Linked DNA regions of Mus musculus: regions 2 and 3 are each linked to region 1. Evidence: chromatin contacts called from public ChIA-PET data. All regions are on one chromosome and are shown on one strand. Each heading gives the region's core, a stretch centred on a gene start, on an enhancer-like site or on the middle of the called end of the contact. The rest is flanking DNA. Distances are from core to core; before and after follow the strand shown. Region 1 overlaps Tmbim7 (transmembrane BAX inhibitor motif containing 7). Region 2 overlaps Cdk6 (cyclin-dependent kinase 6). Region 3 holds the start of Ankib1 (ankyrin repeat and IBR domain containing 1).

The links. ChIA-PET counts read pairs in DNA pulled down with a chosen protein or histone mark.
Region 2: a contact with region 1 is called in an RNA polymerase II ChIA-PET map of memory CD8 T cells, with 6 read pairs. The contact joins two enhancer-like sites. A contact is called at or near these places in 1 of 115 datasets of contacts at active chromatin or transcription factors (memory CD8 T cells) and 1 of 9 other capture datasets (pancreatic islet).
Region 3: a contact with region 1 is called in an RNA polymerase II ChIA-PET map of memory CD8 T cells, with 185 read pairs. The contact joins the promoter of Ankib1 here to the enhancer-like site in region 1. A contact is called at or near these places in 11 of 39 promoter capture datasets (the C10 cell line, the HPC-7 cell line, cranial neural crest and 8 more), 6 of 484 Hi-C or Micro-C datasets (the G1E-ER4 cell line, the MNK3 cell line, cerebral cortex and 3 more), 8 of 115 datasets of contacts at active chromatin or transcription factors (the 230-238 cell line, the SCID.adh cell line, bone marrow-derived macrophages and 5 more) and 3 of 9 other capture datasets (adipose tissue, liver and pancreatic islet).

The regions. Positions count from the first base shown.
Region 1 is chr5:3,667,370-3,672,250 of GRCm38.p6, forward strand. It overlaps Tmbim7 (transmembrane BAX inhibitor motif containing 7), which reads left to right. Exons shown (of 11, transcript NM_029141.4): 7 at 2,546-2,583; 8 at 2,665-2,752. Among named protein-coding and RNA genes, the nearest start is that of Tmbim7, 13 kb to the left of the region's middle. Within about 2 kb of position 3,007, at least 75 of the 459 cell types and tissues checked have an H3K27ac peak or open chromatin away from gene starts, as enhancers often do. A contact at or near this core is called in the G1E-ER4 cell line, the HPC-7 cell line, the MNK3 cell line and 6 more, where this site is marked.
Region 2 is chr5:3,458,758-3,463,638 of GRCm38.p6, forward strand. The region is part of intron 4 of Cdk6 (cyclin-dependent kinase 6); the gene reads left to right. Among named protein-coding and RNA genes, the nearest start is that of Gm29868, 48 kb to the left of the region's middle. Within about 2 kb of position 2,499, at least 79 of the 459 cell types and tissues checked have an H3K27ac peak or open chromatin away from gene starts, as enhancers often do. A contact at or near this core is called in memory CD8 T cells, where this site is marked.
Region 3 is chr5:3,800,788-3,805,668 of GRCm38.p6, forward strand. Ankib1 (ankyrin repeat and IBR domain containing 1) reads right to left here and starts at 2,337. Exons shown (of 20, transcript NM_001289527.1): 1 at 1,810-2,337. Krit1 (KRIT1, ankyrin repeat containing) reads left to right here and starts at 2,378. Exons shown (of 17, transcript NM_030675.3): 1 at 2,378-2,696.

The DNA.
Region 1 (4,881 bases), core at 1,757-4,256:
GGTACAATCCCTTAACTACCCATAAGTCCTCACAACCTGGCTCCAACATCATGGCTCATCTGTCCACGCTTCTCTATCACCAAAGCTGTGCTAGTCATATAGAATTGTGTGACTACCTTTCTAACAGCCAATTCTTTTGTTCCCTGTTCACAGAAACCCCAGAAACAAATATCCCTAAACCTGAATACACTCAGGATCTCTGAACCCGGGCTCAATACCCCAGAAAGCTGGGAGCTTATCACGAGAGACTTAGCAGCTCCTAAGAGTCACCCTCCAACTCTCAGAGGGAACCCCTTAACTCCCAAAGGTTTGGTGTGTCCTCAGCTGGCTGGTAGCAATTGCCTAGGGTGTGCTGATGTTCCTGAGACAGCCTAGCACTGGCACTGTGTGGCTAAGGATGGTGTCTACCTTTGAGTTTGTGTTTCCTTCATGTAATGCTGACCATCCTCTCCTGCGATGACTGACTCACTCGAGCTGGTTCCAAATCATACTGGAGGTAGCTTACACTGATACCCGCAATACGGGAAGATGAATACATTGGCAGGGAAATCAAATGGAAGGAGAAACAAAGCAGAGGCAAACAGTCATTAGTGTGCAAAATTCTGAGGCTCATGCACTGGAATTCTGCATCTGCTAGTGCTCAAAGCAAGTAGATCCCCAGGGCCAGTAGTGTGAGTCTCTGCATGGGTATCAAGCAGTGTTTATTGTTATTTACCTGCTAAAAGAAATAGACTGGGGCATATGGCTGTCTGACATCTATAGTGGTATTTCCTCCCAAGCATCGAGGAACCTTTCTTGGTTGTAGTGGGTCCCCGGCTGGTTGCCCAGGCAAGCTAGAGAGATGTCACAGTTTCTGTGCTGGGCTGTGTGGTAATTTCACAATGCCCTTGCCCCCAGAACCATCTTCTTAAGATATTTTCTTAATCCTTTCCTGGCTCAATTTCTTCCTATTCTCCAGCTCCAGGAGACAGCTTGGAAGCAGAGGTGGTCGGGAGGGGGCAGAGGGAGAGAACTATTCTCTCACTAGGTAGCCCTGCCTGATCTAGATTGGCTGTGTAGACCAAGGCTGCCTCAGACTCCCAGAGATCCGCCTGCCTCTGCCTCCTGAGGACTGGGATTAAAGGTGTGCACCACCACCACCTGACTGTGCTTGAAAGTTCTCTCTCTCTCTCTCTCTCTCTCTCTCTCTCTCTCTCTCTCTCTCAAATCTGTATTCCTCTCCTTGATATTACTCACTCTTGCCACAAACAGCTTTTGTCCCCTAGAATCTGTGGCTCCCGACATCCCTGTTCTGAGCATGCCTGGTTTCTACAGTGATCCCCTGCCAGGAGCCGCTCTTCTTCCTCTCTGTCTGTCTTCTGTCTCTGTCTGTCTCCTTGTCTCTCTGTGCCTGTCTGTCTGTCTCTGATGATGCTGGAGAAGTAAGTAGAAGGCACCAGGGAAAATGAAAAGCAGGAGGAAGGTTGGTACCCAGCACTTTATTGAAGTACTGTTTGCACAAAGACTCAATCTTGTCCTCTGGTGGATATAAGGACTGTTTTCTTAGGTACATCAACAAACATCCTGAGGCAACAAAGTCCCAGTCCAGGTCTGGGAAATCCAGAAAAGTGACCAAGGACATTTTGAGCCCAGTTCTTTTCCAGCCTATGATAGTTTGAGAAAGTCCAAAGCCACTCTGTTGTCAGCACTTTGGTTAGGCTATGTCGTCCTTTTTGATCTCTGATGAGACTAGAAGACTTCTCCGGTCCTTCCCAAAGACCACCAAACTCCCTGATGTCCTGTGGGCCGACAAACCTCTTCAGTCCCACCCACGGCTGCTTGCTGGTTGTGGTTCTGAGCCCGGCCGTGAGGTCTGACCCCCAGGCTCCCTTGCCTGATGGATCTTGGTTCCCACCCCTCTCCCACATTACCCACAGCATGGTTCCATGTGGGTGGACGGAATCCTTTAGGGCACTGGTCCTGTGCTGTTACCTCTGCTCAGAACTGCCCTGCAGTCCCTGTCCTGGCACTGAGGTCTCAGTTCTCATCCCAGGTCTGAGACTTGAAGAAACCGTTTATGTTTAGCAGGGACCACAGATAGTGACATTATCCAATAGCACGGGCGAAACATTCATGGAAACAGCCTGTGCTGTCCCGACGAAGTGTGCAGAAGTGTGTGGACGGTCCCATTCGGCCAGTGAGGATGTGGTCCACAAATGGACCCTCTACCTCGGCTTCTGCATCTGCATCACAATCAGTACAGAGTTTATGCACCACATGCATGAAAGTTGCTGTGGTGTTCTCAGAAGCACTTTCTTTTCTTTTCTTCTGCCAGTTAGTTCTAGGGAGAGTGTGACAGTTATGTGACAGTGAATGGTTAGTGGACCAGTTGTCTCCCGTGAGCACCCTGTAGCTGTGCTCCCAGGGTTGCCTTCACACCCCTGCTTGCTCCCTAGATATTACCCAAATGCACACATGACTGGCACCCTCTCCTGAAGCCTAGGACTCGGCCTCATGCTTTGCTTGGAGAAACAGGCTGCTGACTGACTGTGAATTTTGTTTTCAGACCATTCTGGAAGGCCTGCTGCTCGGAAGCTTGTCAGTGTGAGTCTTTGATATGTAGTTTTGGTTTCTCTTGCTTTTCTGTGAATGTGTCTGAAGAGTAACCACAGTCTCTGGTTCCAGCTTCTACAGAGCAGAAGAGATACTATGGGCCGCAGGAGCCACCACTATGGTGACACTAGTGCTAACTTTGTTTGCGCTACAAACAAAAGTACGTATCATTGAAACAAATCTCTATGGTGCGGGAGTTGCTGGCCACGCCCTGTGTCCCTCCTGACTCACTCAGAGAAGAGAGACCCTCATTCCATGGGTTCCTCCTAACCACATTCCCTACCAAAACCAACTCCCAGCTTCTTGTTACACAGACCACTTTACCACAGCCAAAGTTGGAGGTTTCCTGTGTCCTTATCCCTTGGTCACAGCTGCTCACCTAGTTCCTTTCAGCCTACTTCCTGAAGGGGTTTCTTTACAAACCAACCATCCTCCTGAAGCTTAGCTATTGAGTGTGCCCTGTGTTCCCTGCTGGGGCCCTGGTTCAAACTGGCAGCTTATCTTCACAGTCATCAGGGCTCAGGAGCACCATCACCCCCCACCCCACAGTGTAACTCACAACTGTTCTTTTATGTTGGTGGAGTTGACCCAGGGCCTTGTGAATCCCAACCAGTGAGTCCGCAAAACCACTCCCCAACCAATGACCTTTGTTTTTAAACCGTGATGTCAGAGTCTTACCAGCCTTAGGACACTGCTGGGGATTTAGCGGGCTCTTTCCAGTGGCTCTTTCATTTATGGTCACCTTGCTTAAGGAAGTGATGGGCTTGCCTTAGTCAGTTTAATAACTAAAGAGGAGTATTTGCTCAATTGTTTGGCACACCTCATACTGACAACTTTATACACAAGCAGAATTTTAGCCTTTGTTAGTGGAAAAGGTTAAAAAACAAAAAACAAAAAGGAAGGTCCAGAGAGGTAGAGGGATATGTTAAAACATTCAGTCAAGTTCTATCAAAAGTAGTGGTTCGGGGGCTGGGGAGATGCCTAGTCAGAAAGTGATCGCCAGCATCCATGTAAAGTCCATGGTGTGGTGGCATGAGTTTGTAATCGCCGCTCTGAGAGGGTAGAGACTGGATCCCTGGTGTCTCTGGCCAGTTACCTCAGCCTATTTTCTGAGCTCTGGGCTCTAGTGGACCTTTTTCAAACATAAGGAATAATGCCTAAAGTGGACCCGTGTCCTCCACACATACGTGCACATGTCCCCCTGCCGTGTCCCCCAAAGTAGAGCTTTGCTATCGTTCAGAATCAGATTGGTGTTTGTCATCTCAAGCAAGGTTCTTGTAGAAGCCAACCTGTGTGTGAACAGATGTGCCTCCCTTCAGTGAGTGAGGTGGGCTACCGGCATAGGCAAAGGTTCAGGGCCACTCAACACCTCTAAATGTCAGAATATTTCCCTAAAGCACCACAGGTATTTAAATCACTCACAGGTTAGGAATGGCCTGAGTTTAGAGAATGAAGCATTCCGCTGAAAAGTGCCTTAAAGAGGATTTCAGATGTGTTTGCGTTAAAGACTCTGAGAGGCAGCTGAACTTATAGTCAACTAAACCTTTTGGTTGTCTGACAAAGTTAAATGGTGGCCATTTACACAATTCTTTCTCTCTACAAGGTTTCCAAGGAACCCAGAGAAAATGTAGCTCACACACTGGTCCTGAGTTTTCTTATGGACCCTAATCTGCCCCTTGGAGGGAGAGAATTAAACAGAGTACCCACGTGGTTTAAATATAATCAGACCCTATCTTCAAATCACTCCTTTGGGCTGAGCGACCGTGTCTTGTAGAGTCAGGATGCTTGGCCTCTTGGGTTCTGCTTGCCCTTTACCCTCGGAGGCTGGAAGGAATGTGTGGCTTTGGTGAGTTTTGGCTGTAGCCAAAGAGGGCCTGGCAGCAGAGATGCCATTAGCCATTCTGTTCTGTCTTCTGTGCTCTCTGAGTGTGCACTGTTGGCCTCTGAAGCTGAGAGCCTAGCCCAGCTGTGACACAGGTTCAGAGTTTGTCCAGAGCTGACAGAGATTCCTCCTGGGTCCTAACGGGGCTGGAGAGGCTGCAGGACTAAGAAGAATACCTAGAGAACCAATCCTGTGTGTGCTGGAGACAAAAAGAAAGTGCAAGAAAATATCCTCTGTGCTTTCAGTATTTGGAAATTTTTTTTCAGCCTCTTTAAGAAAAACAAAATAAAACAAAAAAGCCCCAAAGGACAAACCCAAGATTAACATTAATATACACAAAAATTAAAAAATAATCACTAACAGTAATTTTGAAAATCTACTGTGTATTTAATGAAAATATGTATAGA
Region 2 (4,881 bases), core at 1,249-3,748, 210 kb before region 1:
CTGGTCCTATGCCTTCAGTTGTCAGTGTGAAGTGTAGGTGTGGAGAAGAGAGATTCAGTATCCAGATTTGTCAAATTAGGACTTTTTTCATAGACTCTCTAGGCTGGCAGTGGCTAAACTCTTAGGAAACAGGAGCCAGATTGTGGGGTGGGTGTGCTGTCTTAGGTCCCCGAGAATCGGGAGGCTGGGCATGAGGAGAGAAGCTTGAGCAGCCTACCATTTGGAGATTAGCTGCCACAGTATGACGAGACTCACAAAAAGAGCGAGGCAGGAGAAGGGAAGTGGGAAAAGAGAGAGAGAGAACTTAAATTGAAATTATAGTCTCATTTTTAGAGCTTTATATTCTTAACAGATTGTTAATACTAAAATTAATTTAACAGATTGTTAATAAATACAGGCAGTTGCAGTCCACACTAACATGAAGGGTGGAAATGGTTGGGTGGAGTAAAATGAAAGTCACACATTACTGGAGGAAGGGGGTTTACGAAGGTCTGAATACTAGCAAAATTGGTAATGTTTACTAAGCATTTGTCTACTTTTTATGTGTACTTACATAAAACAAGGGCTCATGTCCAGCAGGGGACACACATAAAAAGACTCAAAGGATATTCATGTTCATAGTGACACAGTGGAACAATACTACTGATATGCATAACACGGGCAGGTTTTGCATTTCATGCTGAGCAAGCAGAACTACATAGTGTTGGTGCATTGCATGATCCTTTAGATGACAGCCAAGCAAAACGTATTCCAAGAGGACAAGGGTACCTTGAGTAGTTCTGTGGTGATGTAAATTCCAGACACCTTGTTCTAAGACTTGGTTTCATAGGTTAGAATTACATGTAAATATCTTGTCCATGTGAAGAGTTGTGTATGCCTAAAAATAACTCAAGAGATTAAGATCTTAGGTGGATATACATACAGATATATACATGAACTGATGCTAGTAGTGGATAAAATGTAATTCTTTTCTTTACACGAGGCTTTTGTTTGGTTGATTTGGTTTAGTTTTCTGAGGTAGGGTCTCAAAACCTGGCTGTGTAGACCAGACCAGGTTCAGACTTCTAGCAATCCTCCTGCCTCTGCCTCCTGAGAGCAGAGACTACAGGCTGCTTCTAACAGCCTATCTACAAGAGATTTTCTTTTAAGATGAGATAATAAAATTGATTTAGGGGGCCATATTTGTGACTCTAGAACATTTTCTATACCTTCATAAATACCTCAAGACAGACTATTCTTCACTCTCTGGTTTGGTGTGTTGCCGATCTTTTTCGGGTTTTGTTGTTGTTTTTGCTGTTGCTGCTGCTAGGGCTGCTGTTGTTTGGTTTTGTTTGTCTGATTTTGAATTTGTTGGGGTTGGGGAGCATTTTCGGAGAAATGTTTTTCTTGATCACATATCTGACAGCTTTTTAGTGACTGCTATATGCTAAATATAGTAGCAACCTCAGAGACCCCTAGAGGTAGAGTGTTAAAGACTGGCTCCCAAGGTGGGAAGCTATGGGACCTTTAGAAGGTCGCGGGGAGGGGGTGTCTATTGGGGCATGCCCTTGAGAGTGATGGTAGGACACCTTCCACCTTCAGGTTCCTTTTGCTCCTCCGTTCTCATTGTGAGCAGCTTTCAGCTTCACATGTTCCTGCCATGACACCGCCTCACCACCAGCCCAGACGAGAAGGGCCAACCTATCATGGACTAGATCCCTCAATGCTGTGCGGCACAAATAAACCTTTTTCTCTTATAACCCAATTATTTTGGTTACTGTGTTGTAGTAACAGATAATCAGCCGCACAGCAAGATTGGGGATCTGAAAGTAAGCAGTGTCATTATAGAATTAGGCGCAGTGGGAGTAACACAGAGGTAGAAGTAGATTCTTGTGGTCACACCAGGTATCAGAGCAAGAACTGAGGGAGGTATAGTGTGGGAATACAGAGCAGTGGACTGTTAGTTGTTTCAGAATGTTCCACAAGACTTTCAGAGAGGTTATCACTAGGCCCTACTTGTACTTTGGCCACATATGAGGGTCATCTCTATATTAAGTATCTGCAGTGATCACTAAAGGGACCTTTTCATCTCCTGGATGATAAACAATGCTCTCTGCAGTCTTCATGTTTCCTTGGGTACCACTGTAATCCTGTCTCCACCCATCAGCCTTAAGGATAAGGAAACTACCTGCCACACATTTCTAGAAAGCAGCAGTATTCTCTGAAATGTTTGTAAATGGAAAGGCCTTTCCTTTGAATTAGCTCTGAGGTCAAAGCCGAGCTTAGCATGGCCTTGGGCTGGTACTTCTTCTTTCCAGCAGTGTTTGCATGCAGCAACCACAGTGCCCCCAAGCACGCTGCAGCTAGCCCCGGCCTAGGTGAGAAACCTTCTGCTGCCTTTTATTGTCACACAGGTCTCTCTCCTGATAGCGGATGTACTTAGAAACGCTTTGTAAAGTCCTTGGTATTCGTGTGGTTCTTCCTAGAAACCGAGACGGTTTCAAGAGAAGGGTTGCAGCCCCTGAGCAGTAAGAGAACTCGTACTCTGCAGTCATCTATTAAGGGATTCCTTTACAGTGGTCCTTCCTTCCTCTCTGCTTACAAAAGATACCTGAGAATAATTTTAAATTCTAAAAATATGTTAATGTTAAGTGTAGGATCGTGTTTGTTTAATTTTCCTTTCTGTATTTCCTGAAAGTCTAAGGATATACAGATAACACATCAGGCCCTTTTCTTGTTTAAGCAACTTTCAAATTGGACTTCCAAGCTGTGTCTTCCATCGCCTGTTTCTCCAGCTCCAGTCCTCTGTGAGCTGCCGTGTTGTCAAGTCTGTAACTGGGTGAGGGGTGAGTTTGAGGAAGAGCCTGACTCGAGGAACTGGTTAGTGATTTCATTTGCAGAGATAGAAGACTGGAAAAGGAGAACAAGGTTGGGTGGAAGGGTAGTGGTACAGAAAAGGCCAAGAGAAGCGCGCCTGGCGTAGCAGGCTGCCAGCCCCGTGCAGAGCATTTTGGCTAAGCAGTTCTTCCTTCCCCTCTCTCCAGGACCCTTGCTCATCCATACACCATTTTAGTGAAAACCTTTTGGATATAAGTATCGTAGGAAGATCCCTTGTTCTCATCAGCTTTCTGATAAACATACAGTGCTCTAGAAATATTGACTTTAAAAACAAAACAACAACAGTAACAACAAAAACAGAACAAACAAAAACCACATTGTTTAAAAGTGATAATTAAACAAAAACCCTAAAAGGGAACGACTGAACCAGCTGTGATGGTGCATGCCAGCAATCCCAGCACTCTGGAGGCAGGGCAGAAGGATCGCTGCAAGTTCTAGTCCAGCCTGGTCTACATAGAAAGTTCTAGGCTAGCCCGGGCTACATACCCAAGATTCTATCTCAAAAGGGGGGGGGATCAAAATAGGTCTGATAACAGAACTTAGCACGTGTGCAGGCCTGAGTTTAGTCCCCAGCACCCTTCTCCTTCCCCAAAGGGAAGGAAGATCTGAAGTCAGTGACTTGCATAGTGACAGTGAACCTGAGTCACAGGTCCCAGTCCTGCTTCTGTTCCTGGCGCTGCCAGCCACCAGCTCCTTGCTCTCAGATGTCTCTCTCTGTCCATCTGCCCTTCCCTGTTGCTGGAAGCAGGCCATGGTGCTTCATCAAACATCAAACTGGAGGTTATATACAGCACGAGCTGGTTAGCCCAACATGGAACTTTAATGTCTGCCATGCTTCACGGATATTTCCTTTCCCTTTTCCCTACCCCTGTCCGTACCCTGAGATAAGGCAAGAAGAAGGAGAAGGGAGAAGAGAGAAGGGAGAGGGGAGGAAGAAGAAGATGAAGAAGAAGAAGAAGAAGAAGAAGAAGAAGAAGAAGAAGAAGAAGAAGAAGAAGAAGAAGCAGCTTCATAGAAGGTCTAAAATCCCACAAAAGCCCATCCTGATACTTAGCAGTTCTTGTCAGAAAATAGTTCATGTCTCAGATTCCTAGTGCTGTAATCTGAGTCCTTCTCAGCCTGCAGTTTTATAATCTTGCCAAACGAGCAGCATGGGACACCCTAATCTTAAAGCATGTTTTCCTTTATCTCTTTCCTTTGACATTGGTCAGAAAGCACTCAGAGTCCTCTGTGCTTGGGTTTGCTTCTGGTAGCCCAGACGGGTTGGAATGTTTAAGGCTGCCTTTCTTTTGCCCCATATACCTGTTGCACATTGTAGATGAGAGACCATATGGAAGCCGGTGCTATACAAGGAGCTACACCTTGGTGACTCCTTTAGTCAAGGATCTCCAGCCCTTTCCCATTTAAGGAAGGCAGTGGCCCTGGAGTTGAACATTGTTCAGGAGTGGGGGGAGGGGCGCTTAGTTTAACAGCTATGCTTGCATTTGCCCCTGGCCACATCACCAGGCTGGTCTGCACGCAGCCTTGTGTAAAAATGGACACACGGACAAGGGAGTAAGAAGGCACAGGCTGCGGAACCATTTTTCTCCCTAACCCAAACAAATCCTGTTTTAAAGTTTTCTTTGAAATCTGAGTCATTGTGTGGCCTCCCAACACATGCAGGTTAAAGCACCATTTCATAGGAAACGATGAGCCCCGCAACCTCTCACATCCTGTACTCAGGATGATTTTCATTTCCACTTCTCTGTGAAGGTTCAATATTTGTTTAGTTTCTGTGGTGAAGGCAGAGAGCAATCTAGTGGCGATTGTTTATTGTCAAAACCAAAGCTACACTATTACTAAATTTTTGCAAAGAGAGATAAACCTATTGCCTGGAACATAATAGACACTTTGCAAGTTGTGACTGTTTGAAGTTTCACAAGTTCGGCATGAAATTTCAACAGTGCGGCTTGAGGGAAACCATGCGCCTGTCTGTCATTTTAGGACTTAATTTACAAGGATAAA
Region 3 (4,881 bases), core at 1,087-3,586, 130 kb after region 1:
TTTTAGGATGATATACAAACTCCTCCAGGCTGAGACAATTCTGAGCTGACTCTCAATATTTGAAAGAAACACTTAAAAATATAACCTAGATAAATGGTGCATGTACCCTCAAAGGGAAGAAAATTACTCAAAACGCTGAGGAAAGTTTTTCACTCCATTCATGGAGATCAGAGAAACTTTATTCATGCTTTTCCATCAACTGTATTTCCTCATATATGAAAATAACTTTGATCTTTTACCTACAGGCAGGCTATATAAATATATGTGTTTCACTTTCACAAGTGAGCACACCCAGGAAAGGAATCACGTCTCAGAAGTGAGGGTGCCGCAAGAGTTTAAAAGAGTGGCTAACAGAACTCTATCCCCATGGCTCAGCATGCACCTGTTTATAAGACTGCATACATGACTTCAGGACTCGTACATAGCATAAACTCAAGATTCTCAGAGCTTTGAGAAAACAAATAAATTAAGTAGGAAATGTTGTTCCTATCTTTCCTCTTTGTCCCAAAGATAAAAGAAACTAGTGGAATTTTCAAAAAAGATTGTTCCATGCAGCTAGCCATTCCCTGAGGAAAACCCTTAGAGCTTCTTCATCAGAAGCTGATTTTACACCTTCAACAATGCCCTCAAGTCTGCACAGTGCTGGGCTTCTGTGCCAAGGAAAGTCCATTTCCAGACAGACTGTGGGAGCTACATCTTCTGCGTCTGCTTCAAACTAAACTGTGAAGTGTAAAGTTACAGCCCAAGATAAACTGCTAAACGGCTTGCTGGGGTGACTAAACATATTTATTGTTCCTAAAGAAATAATTTCCAAGAAAAAAAAATCACCAATGTTACCATACTACCTTAGTTTACAGAATATTAACAGAACCTACACCGTACAGAGTAACATTATTTTTAGAATTATCATTTGCTTTCTAATAGTACCTTAAAAAGTAGTTAATGCATTGACAGCTGTCTAATCACTGACAGTATTAAAATTATATTTTAATCTAATTTCTGGAAAGTTCTGCAAAAGCAACCTAAAAATGCAAACTAAAATTTAACGAGAAACAGCCTAGTCAAACAGTAATCAAAACAGTAAGAAATTAACAGCATCCAAAGTACACTATCTAAAACTCCAGATGTTTTCACATTTGGTCTTCACATTTACTAGTAAACCTGAATGGGTCTTTCAATCCAAAGATTTTTCAACATGCCGTTCCATAAGAATGACGCTTGTGAGAATAAAAACTCTTCAAGACCTGCTTCATTACAGCTGTAGCTTCAATTACCTCCGACTCAAACATCAATGTACGAACAGTTCACACATACGTAGAGGAATGAGGGTACAGAGGAGCGTTCATTCTTTTGTTTGGGTGGCAAAAGCAACACAAATAAAGGTTCAGTGGTGCCATCTGCACCTATCCCCACCCATGACAGTCCTACAGAGCACTTTTAACCTAGTCGCTCCTCACTATTTCAGGTCCACGGAGTTAGTGGAATCCAAGGCTTTCCAGGTCCCAACAAGGGTTGCGGAGACTGTGAGGTCCGGGGTTCTACAGAAAATGAAGGAGGGCACGAATCTTTTGAGGACAGAGGGACAAGGCTATGTAGACGTGTGTGGAGGATGGGACGCGCCGCGGAAACCGGGAGGCTTGCAAATTCGCGAGCGCGAGAAACCCCGTAGGGCAGACAGGATGCTGTGCTCCTTCGGGGACGGGGAGAGAAGGGGTGACAGGGCAACCCTCGCAAGAGACGCGGAAGGGCGTGAACTAGGCAGGCTCGAGACTGCCTCGGCCAGAGCCGAGCCGCGAAGCAGAAACTTACGGTTACTTCTCCCGGCCGGGACCGGGCTCGCGTCGATTCCCCCCAGATCTGCAGGTCTTCCTCTGTCGCGGCCACCTGGCTCTCGCGCCGAGCGGGTGACCTCTCGGGTCCACTCGGCGCCCCACCCACCCGCCGGCGGCGGCGGCTGCGGGAGCCGGAGGATGCGCGCTGGAGGCCCGCGGGAAGCGCTGCGCGAGCCCGACGCGCCCGGCGAGCTCACACTGGGCGGGCGCCCCCCATCTTCTCCCGCTGCGCGCCGCCGCTCTCAGGCTATGGAGGAGGGGGGCGGTGGCGCCTGCCTCCGCCGCTCGCTCAAGTCCAGCGCATGGTCGTGCCGCGTGCGCACGCAGCCGCGGAGGCCGACCTCCCTTCCCCGACCCCCGTCCTTGCTATAGCTAGCGTCGGGCTCGGCTGCCGCCAAACCCCGCGAGCTCACGGTCGCCCGCTCCCAGACAGCTGCGGCCGCCGCGCGAAGTGGCACGGACCGGCACGAACGGCGGCTCCCCGCGGGCCGACCCGGAAGCTTTTTCAGCCGCAAACCTGAAGCGGCCTTGGGGGCGTAACCCCGGAAGTTATTGCCCGGCGCCGGTAGCGGTGGGATGGCGAGCTGAGGCCTTTGGGAGCCCGAAGCTGGTGGAGAGGCTGAAGGGTTCCTGGAGCCGAGGGAGAGGAAGGACGGTGGGGAACAGGTGCCCTGAGACCCGAACTCGCGGGGCGGCTTTTGGTGACAATCCAGGGGCTTCCTGCCACAGGAAGTTGGGGTGGGCCTCCTAGATAGGCAGAAGGAATGAGAAAACGGTGACGGGCTGGCTCCGCCATCCTTCGACTGCCGCCCCACCCACTGACTTGGATGTAGCGGCTCGGGAGAGGATCCGCCGCCCGCCCGGGTGAGTCTTTCCCGTTTCCTTGGCGGAAACAAGGAAAGCAAGGCAAGAAGAGCCAGACGCCGGCTGGAGCCAACGGCAGGAGCACCGAAGCTCGCCCACGAGGCTCTGCATCAAGGCGTGTTGTTTCTTACACGCCGGTACCGAAAAGTCACCGGCGTCTCTTGGGTGGGAACTTTTGGAGCAAAAGCAGCTTTGCATTTTTCCCGGTAGGGGAGCACTGGTGGGTGGTGCCAAGGGAAAGACTTCCCAGGCAGTGTTGTCATTGCCAGGACAGTGACAGCTTATCGATTGTAGCTGTCTTCTCCCATCTATCCGAGTTCTTCCTTTATGTCTCCTTTTGGCTTGCACTCTCTGCTCTCTCCTCCCCTCGGTCTTTGTAACTTCACCAGAAGCCTTGATGTGGTTGGCCGACCTCAAGATTTCAGCTCCATTCCTGTCCTGCTCTCTCAGGGAACTTAGCGTGTCTTTATTGTAAACAAACTCACTGACCCACAAAGGAGTAATTACCCCTGCTGTGGGCACTAAGTGAAAATTGTATGCCTCTCCTTTGTCAATCATAATGAAAATCAACAATATCCCTGCATATTTTTTAAAAAAATCGCAGACAGCCCTCCAAGTTATGAACCATCTCCACTTACATAAGTCCTCATTTTTTAGGCAGCATATCATTCATGCCTGAGCATTTCTCCAGTGCAGTGAGCCATATAGCATATTAGCAATGGCTTTATTTATTTTTATTCTTTTGACTAGTTCTCTCTTCCTGTCGGTTTCAGTTGCACCAGCTTCACCTTCATCGCTGGTAGCTTTTGTTGTTTTCCTGGCTTCAACCTTTGTTTCCTTTTATGTCATTGGAAGACTATTTTAAGTGCTCCAGTACAAATACTTTTTTAAAAATAAACTTAAAATAAAAAAAAAAAGAATTTTTGCGAATATGTTGCTAGCAGTAAGTTTGTTTTATATATTTAAAATATGAGTATTTAAAATATATAATGAGTATTCACAAATGAAACACTTTGCTAATAGACGTTTTCTTATGAATTGATTGAGATAAGAATTGGTTTACTTTAAATTCTGTGCAGAAAGTTAACTACTTAGTTTCTCCTTTAGGTACTTTATAGAAAGCATCATTTTCTATAGTTGCCATGTTCTTTGTACAGTGTCTATAATACAGTGTCTTTTTAAGAGGTTTGCAGTTTTTAAGGCTTTCATACATATGTATATATCTTGTTTATAGTTTATTATGTTTTAGTCGGTGTTAATCTGAGATGAAAAGCAGTTGCTAAACAGGAAGTTTTAAGAAAAGCCTTTTTTTTTCTATAGGCAGCTCTTTTGCATGTAGTGGATTTTTAGAATGTTCTTATTAAAATTTTTTTATCTAAAAAAAAATTCCATGAACTATCCTCAAAACTTTAAACAAGATGAAATGTCTTCATCCTAATGTTTCATTCAAACGTCTTCAAGGAAAGACCTTTAGTTTCGGCTGTCCCTGTCTCTGTTGCCTGGCTTTGGGACCCTTCCCCCTAACTAGGCTGCCTCTTCCAGCTCAATAGGAGAAGATGCACATAATCTTACTGAAATTTGACTTGAAGGCTGGTTGATAGCCTTGGGATGTCTCCCTCCCCTTTTCTGAAGAGAAAAGGAGAGTCTTAGGGGAGAGGAGGGAGGGGAAACCTTAGTTGAGATGTAACATAACTAAATAAATAATTGAAAAAAAGAAATACCTTTAGTTTCTTTGGTACAAAATCAGTGAAAACTTTGTAACTAAAAAAACGTTTTATTAAGACAAATGTTTGTGAAATAATACTTGTTAAGCTTTTAGACTAAATTTTATTTAAGATGCCAGAAGTTATTGAATTTTAAAAAGAATTTCATTTTAATGAAACTTTCAAAAATAAGGCATTTTTAAATTTTAGGAAAGTGAGTCAGGGTGTCAGAGTGACATCAGTTGCCTCTCAGAAAACAGAATAAAAATGTATATCCTCTCAAGGAACATTTTCAGCCCTTTCTTGAAAGTGCTCTTTTTCTCTTTTTTCTCTCCTAGGAGTTGAAGCAGTAAGGGACTCATTAAATATGAAAAAAACATTTTAATGCCTAATGGACCTTTTAAAAAATTGAAGAGAGTTCATGTAAATGTAACTAGAAAAGAAACTCTATGGTTGATGTTCTTTTCGAGACTTACTGGCAT